Linked DNA regions of Pungitius pungitius: region 2 is linked to region 1. The links are chromatin contacts, called in public Hi-C maps. All regions are on one chromosome and are shown on one strand. Each heading gives the region's core, a stretch centred on a gene start, on an enhancer-like site or on the middle of the called end of the contact. The rest is flanking DNA. Distances are from core to core; before and after follow the strand shown.

Region 1 (3,979 bases), core at 292-2,791:
CCTCAAAGGGATATCCGTGCGGTGCTAGTCAGGTGTGTATACTCTTTGAAATGCATTGTGTAAAATGCATTTTCCATGCACCCGTTAATCATTTTATGTTTTACCTTTTTAAAAGTCTTTGTAAAACATGGATCCTATTTTGGCCACTTGTAGCTACACTCTCTCCCCTTGGGCCCTGGATTGTGGAGGAGGGGATGTCTCTCCATGTATGGACCCATTGGAGACCAAGTTGTTCCCCATCACCTCCTCAGTCACTTTTACTGACATTCCCATCAACACAGGACCACCAAAAACCAGGCAAGATGCACCCTTCTACAGAGAGCTGTTAACTTGAGCCAAAACAAATGGGTCTCCCCCAGCCAGCTACCTGGCTGATGCTTACCTAGAGTCTGATGATTTATTTTCTTTACTCCAGGTTTCAGGTCAACTTTACAGAGTATGACTGCAACAGAAATGATGTGTGTTGGCCTGAGCTTGGCTTTCCCATGACAAAGTATTACACAGGTAGGCTTAGTCCTTTACAACCTATCCAGTGCAAATTGGAACTACAGCTCTAAAATATGAATCTCTTTTTGTGTTTGAAAAAAACAAACAGATACTGACAGTACCATTTGTGACATTTCAACTTCCATCCTCCCCAGGTGAACCATATTCTCAGTCATTGGCTAAGGGCCTCATCTTAGTTTTCTTCTTCATCATTGCCTCGATTCTTGGGACCCCCTGGAGACTGATCCGACAGGCATGGACTTAAACCTCGGGGCAAAGCAAGATAATATTTAAGTCACTGAAATGTAAATACAACTGTACAACAGCTGTTGAAATGTATATTATTGTACTGGTGTGCAATTTTGTATTAAACTATTTTTTTCTATGACTTATTTCTCAAACTCACTCTCACATCATACTTCTGATCACTACTTCATCAACATTCTTATTAATATGTCTGAATGACTTCACCTGACTACTGACTCACTCCATTTAGTGTGGTAATGAATTATGTATTTTACTAAAAATAAGCATACTTTTCGGATGTGGCTAACAGTGAGTGTGACTTAGTCTGCTGGCTGTCAGCTGACCGAATCTGACCTAGTGTGATCTCCCCAGGTCAGTAGCACAATTTAATCCAACTGAATTGTGCTATTAGTTCTAAGAACGATTAAAAATTATTAAGACGTATCTAATTCTCCCTCATTTGTACATTTTTTCACTTGTGTTGAGTGATTTTTTTGTACAGCCCAAAGTCATTTTATCATTTTAGTGATACGCCAAACTATTGTTTGATAACCCTCAACCAACCAGGAGCAGCAAATAAATAACAATTAAAATACACAGAAAGAATACAGATTGTACTAAAGTAAAAAAAATTGTTTTAAAACAAAACAGTAAAGTGTAAAAATGAGACTGGTCGGTCTATTTATGTAAACTGCAATGTAAGAACAATGTACAGTTGACGCATGCGCTGTAAGTGTTTACCTCCGCCTGCAGACTGCGTTGAGGGCTCACATATTTTCGGATGTGTAGTGCGCAGACTCCAGGGGGCGATGGGGATTGGTCAAGGGAACATCTACTTCTGTGGAATTGTGGAAGTTGAACGTATTCAACAGTTGGAGAAGTGACGTGGATCACTATGGATAGGACCAGCGAACATTGGCTAAATACTTCATAAATTATCAGACGGTTCGCGACTACTGCATTCAACATGTTACCTTAGCGGTCATAATATCGGTTGAGTCACCAACTTCAGATTCAACTTGGTCCAAACAAGTTTTTCCTTGAACTAAAGACACTGCTCACCGGTGGCTAAGCTAGCGTATTAGCTAACAGCCTCATCTTTATCAATAACGTCAGCTGCCTCAAGTCTGCGTTATGCAACTCAAACATTGTATCATCACCGGAGCGGAAACATTAAACGCCCGAACCAGGACTGCGACCAACCGCCCTTGACGTGCTCAATTTACGGAAACGACTTTATCGTCAGTTAGCCTGCTAACATTAGCCCGTCATCTCACCGAGCAGGAAACGTACGGTCAAACACCCGAGCAAGATGTGCTCTCTGCTGCGAGGGGAAGAGATGTGTCTGGCCCAGCTGTTTCTGCAGTCCGGGTCGGCGTACGACTGCGTCGTTGAACTGGGGGAGCTCGGGCTGGTGGAGTTCAGAGACGTAAGTCCCGGCCGAGACACCCCCCATCAATGTCTCACTTTGAAACTTATTGCAGAGTTGGCAAACATCGAAAAGCACTCTAGGAACTGTTCTTCAGTTTATCTTTTTTTGCCTATAGAATTTTACATCTTAATTCATATGAAAGCAGATAACGTCATTTTTTCAGACGATTTTAGACCAAACAAGTAATCGATTAATGCAGGAAATAATCATTGAAGCCCTAATCCCATTGATCACAATTGATGTCAAATGTAATGTTACTTTAAAGTATAGTTACTTAACGTATAATTTATGATGATTATGACAATAAGTGGAAATGCAGATTGGTAATAATGCCTTACTTGACTTTAAATGTTTCTTAACCTTTTTTTCAGCTCAATCCCAGTGTTAACGCATTCCAGCGGAAACATGTCAATGAGATTAAAAAATGTGAAGAGATGGAGAGGATCCTCGGTAAGAATATATTGATATTTAATACGGTTTGTCAGTAATATGTGTATGCATTGAGGTAGTCAAGGCAGTAGATCAAATATGTTTGCCCTATGCAGGATTACAACAAAGCTCTGATAACCGTGAAGAAGCAAAGCAGATGAGCAAGAAGCCGTGACCGAAAGGAATAGCGAGCAAGTGACCCTACAGTCATGAGAAATGTCAGCTGGTTTCAGAGAAATCTGCTAAACTAACTAAATAATTCGATGAGCAGGAGAGATTAACCCAATGTCTTTCTGTACATCCAGTGTTGTTGTTTTTTTTGTTTTTTCTTAAAGGCCAGCCACTATACTGTTTGTCTTTGAAAGTTTGCCCTTTATTTTTAAAAGGATACCTTCTGAGGGAAGTCAAGAAAGCAGACATTTCTCTGCCAGAGGGAGATGTGAACCCAGTGGCTCCTTTGCCCAAGCATGTCATGGCTATAATGGTCAGTTATTTGTTCGTTAAATCAGTGTTGAGTGCTCTGCGTTCTCTATGTAGAATATGGAATCACACTTTATTCTGCTTTTTTAGTCTGTAAAATCTTTAAAAATTCAATTTGAATAGAATAACTATTATCATTGCAGGGCCCATTATCACTGTGTTTCTGTGTTCACAGGAGCAGCTGCAGAGGCTAGAAGTAGAGTTAGGGGAGGTCACCAGGAATAAAGAGAAGCTGCAGAGAAATCTGTTGGAGCTGACAGAGTACACACACATGCTGCGCATCAGCCGCAGCTTTGTACAGAAGACATCAGAGGTTACTATGTCATTCTATGATGAAGCTGTATTCTTTTCACCAGAATTTCCATCTTGGTTATTAAAGAGCAAATACATTTATCATGATATGGCAATTCATATTTGGTCTTTGAATTTTCTTCCTCACCCTCCTGGCATCTTGTTTTTACTTTTAGCAAGAGCCGCTACAGGTTCAGTATGAGGAATTCCCCTTCTTGGAAAAAGACACACTGATGGACTACAGCAGCATGCAGAGGCTCGGGGCCAAACTTGGGTGAGGGTCCAAATTACGCTGGCCTTATTAGCATTACATTTCATTATGAATGTGGAAATATAGGTTTTGTTTTACTTTTTCCAACTTAAATTTACTTGACAATATGTTTACAAAATGTAATAAAATGTGGAAAAGTCAAGTGATATTTTAGTTTATTACAATGCAACTACTTCAGGGGGTGGTTGGGGGCCTTACAATGTCGCTATGTCCTCAAAGGGCCCTGACAGAAAAGGTTTGGGAACCACTGGTGTAAGGAAACAATAATATATTGTCATATTTCATATTGAAGTTTTTCTTTAGTGATGCAATTGAATTACATTTTATTAGTGTTTTCTCAAGAT
Region 2 (3,658 bases), core at 976-3,475, 170 kb before region 1:
TCTACCCTTGTCTTCCTGTTTCAATAAAGTCGCATAGATCATCTTTGTTTTCAAAATTACACAAGCTTGTCAATTGTAAAAATACTTAATTTAAAATAAATAATCATATACATGAAACAATTTTCTTTACAGTGTTAAAGGCATCACCTTTATCTCAAAGATGATAATCACCTGAATGTTTCCACACTTCACTCTGAAGCATCTCAAGTGGAAAACTATCCTCACCTCACCAGTAGTATTCTGATGGTAATAGAAATCCATAATCCCTACTGTTGGCATATCATCGCACACTAACAGTGTGTAACTATTCTATTCAACACCCTGGAGAATCCCAATGAATTGAAGCAAAAGGGTTAGGGAACAAAACACAATCCTAAGAAAGTGCTCCGATCTTCCGCCTCCGGCTCAGTTGTGAATCGGGATGGTCTGTTTGCAGTCAGGGCAGGCGTGTTCCTGGCTGGCTCCCGGCAGGCCCACCGCATGCTCGGTGGTAGAAATCAGCAACGTGTCCAACGTCATCTCCGTGCACTTGGCTATGAAGCGGATGAACGGCCGTACGTCCCCCTCGTTGGCCGTGTCCAGCGCGGCGTAGTACTCGGCCCTTTGCTCTTTGCGGATGGTGACCGGCGGGTATCGCGCCTGCATGAGCACGAGGTTCATGAGCAGCCGCGACGTGCGTCCGTTCCCGTCCACAAACGGGTGCACATAGACCAGCTTGTAGTGCGCGAGGGCCGCGTACTCCACAGGGTGCATCTGCAGGGCCTCCTCGCTGTTGAGCCACTGCGCCAGCTCCTGCATGTGTCTCTGCAGGTCTTGGGGGTGTGGTGGGATGTGGTGGCCCACAAACACCTGGCTGGTGCGCAGCCTTCCCCCCTCCACGGGGTCCACGTGCCCGAGCACCCGTCGGTGTATCTCCAGGATGTCACTCACAGTCATGGTCCCTGTTCTGGACAGCAGCGTGGTGTTGATGTACTTCATGGCGGCGTCTACGCCGATGGCCTCATTCTGCTCCTGCAGGCTCTTCCCGGCGACGGCGTAGCGAGTCTCGATGATGTGACGGATCTCGGACAAAGTGAGCGTGCTGCCTTCGATGGCCACCGTGTGGTAGATGTGGTGGTAGTAGGTTTCCTCCATCACCCTGCGCAGGGCCGAGTTGCCTTTGGGTATGGACATAAGCCGGCGCACTTTACTGTCAATGATGCTGAAGTAACGCTGGTCGATCTCCTCCACCAGGGGAAGAGTTCGGTCCCGGCTGACCAGGGCTCTGGCGTTACACGGTGAGATGGCCAAGGCCTTGGTGTAGAGGTGGTCTGCCTGGACAACATCCTTCTCTTCCTCCAGAATGGTGCCCAGCTCCGTTAGGGCATCCACAAAGTCTGGATTCATGACGAGTGCGTGCACAAGCAGCTTGTGAGCCTTCTCCTTCTTCCCCTGTTTCCTCATCTCAAGAGCCAGCTGCAGCGCCGCTTTGGCCTCCAGCTTCATCTCTGCAATGACAATGTGCAGGGCATTGAAAAGAAACTTTGGAGATTGAGGACCTTGCTCCTGCAGTGACCATTATATGTAAAGGCAGCTGTATTTGAGAATCAACATGCATAGAAAGTGGACATTTAGGGGAATCTTGTCTCAACAATCTTGTACAAGTGGATGAGTACATCACTGGGGCTTTGGTACCTTTGCTCGGCTTGGACCTCAGAGGCAGAACATCCAGGGCCGTAAAAGGGACGGTGAGGCTGGTGGACTGCACAGCTGGAGGCTGCGGAGAGCTTCCCCACAGCTGGCAGCGGAGCTGCGCGAAGCCCCTCAGGGAGGCGCAGCATCGGTCCTCCTCCCCCACCAGGGGCATCAGGACGGCCACTAGAAAGCCGAGGAGGACACACAGCAGCGGGCACCATCCTCCCAGGAAGCGGCCGCTGGTGTAACACGCCTTCACAGCAGCAGCCATGACAATCCCGGGTCAACCCCTCCATCTTCTAGTGATGCGGGTCGCCGCGTAGGTCCACCCCGGCTCGCGCTGACCGGCAGGAAGACATGTTCAAGGAGATTCAGCCCGAAAGTAAGCTAACGGAAGCTGAGGTCAACTTAAATCTTCTTCCGTTATGTGACTCTAAAACACCGACCAATTAACGACTAGAAGGCGGCTGACTTGTTCTCGTTCGTCGGTAAAGTTGTGTACAAAATGTAGACACATGAAACGTCACCAACTTCCTTGGTCTGAACATCCTGGAATATCATTGGTCAAAAGATGTACAAGAGTGCTGCTGATTGGCGGAAAACGCAGCAATACAACGAATAGTTCGTAAAGGACTCTGATTGGTTAGTACAAAACACAGTACAGTGCCACCCTAAGTGTAGCCTTCCAGGCGAGGCTGAAACCATCGCAACACTTCTGACTTAATCTGTCACGTGGTGTACTATGATGAGTTGTTTTTAACAGGCACCATATTACAAATGGATATTTGCTTATTTTAGGGCTGATATTCATGTTTCCGTAGGTGAAACAATGATTTTTCCATTTCAAACCTACCTATTTGATACTCTGTTTAATTAGATAAAATATAAATGAATTGGTCCCTATTTCTTTTGGGTTATCATAGTTTATTGTCAGTAAGTAAGTAAGAAAACACAAAATGGATATGAAAACAGGTGTTCGGCCTTGGTGGCAGTGTTCGCCAAAGCTATTGACATCTCTAAGAATGAGATTGAAATTGGGGTTGCTCATCCTTTACATAATAGCAATAATCTTAATGCAAAATTGGTTTGATGCTACATTAAATACTAATACATAGTATTATTAGATTATGCTCGTTCATTCCAATATCTTTCTCTGTTTAGTGTTTTATTGTAATTATGTGGAAGGAGGACATTGCATTATAAGAATTTGTAACTTTGATAACCGCACACATGACAATGAATATCTTGAATCTTGTATCTTATTACAAGCATACAACAAGCAGAAGAGGGCAGCATTTCTATGTGGTTAAAACATCCCAGCCTGCAAATCCCCTGAAGACTGGAGAGAATTGGCCTCAAAATCCCCTTCATCAAGATTTCTTCTCGTGCAATCCAGTTTGTGAATGCCATAGACAAATCTATATGTTTATGAAGCTCTGTATGGAGTTTAACTTCTTACTCCTGCCTTCTATTACCATGGTCATCTTTCCATTCCTGTTGCATTTTTCCTTCTTGTCATTGGTATTTAGTTTAGTGTCTTTTATGATTAAAAAAGAAAACTATTTATAGAGAATATACCCCTCCACCAGCTGGGAAGAGCCTGTGGTGATAAGGATTGATTCCTGGCTTTGTGCCAGAGCCAACACTATTATACATATCTTCAGCAGATGGCAGCCGAGCTGATAGTCACAGCCTGTCATTGCAACAACATGCTGACGCCACAGACATGGCAGAGGAAGTTATGAATGAACAACGCGTGGAAGATTTTATGTTTTAAAGATTACGTAGGTCCTTCTGAATTTTAGTTTTTTTTTAATTTGTCAAGTTATGTTTCACACTGTGCTCCCATTGAGCTGTGGAGCTGCACAGTAACCTCATTTAGCACCACAGAGCCCCAATGCTGCTCTGACCCACAGCAGCTTCACCTTGGAGGATAGTGCTTGAGCTGCGTTATTTCTTCACTGTTATTCATGTGCTCCACCAC

What was found. A called contact is a pair of places that touch in the nucleus more often than the background predicts.
Region 2: a contact with region 1 is called in a Hi-C map of muscle, with 5 times the contacts expected there. The contact joins the promoter of ficd here to the promoter of atp6v0a2b in region 1. A contact is called at or near these places in 2 of 2 Hi-C or Micro-C datasets (both in muscle).

What each region holds. Positions count from the first base shown.
Region 1 is chr5:11,382,831-11,386,809 of fPunPun2.1, reverse strand. It overlaps atp6v0a2b (ATPase H+ transporting V0 subunit a2b), which reads left to right and starts at 1,541. Exons shown (of 20, transcript XM_037482830.2): 1 at 1,541-2,161; 2 at 2,536-2,614; 3 at 2,980-3,077; 4 at 3,249-3,386; 5 at 3,541-3,638. The coding sequence starts at 2,045. It overlaps tctn2 (tectonic family member 2), which reads left to right. Exons shown (of 18, transcript XM_037483163.2): 15 at 1-32; 16 at 154-297; 17 at 416-504; 18 at 642-869. The coding sequence ends at 751.
Region 2 is chr5:11,551,593-11,555,250 of fPunPun2.1, reverse strand. It overlaps ficd (FIC domain protein adenylyltransferase), which reads right to left and starts at 2,225. Exons shown (of 2, transcript XM_037482619.2): 1 at 1,675-2,225; 2 at 1-1,487. The coding sequence starts at 1,945. The coding sequence ends at 406.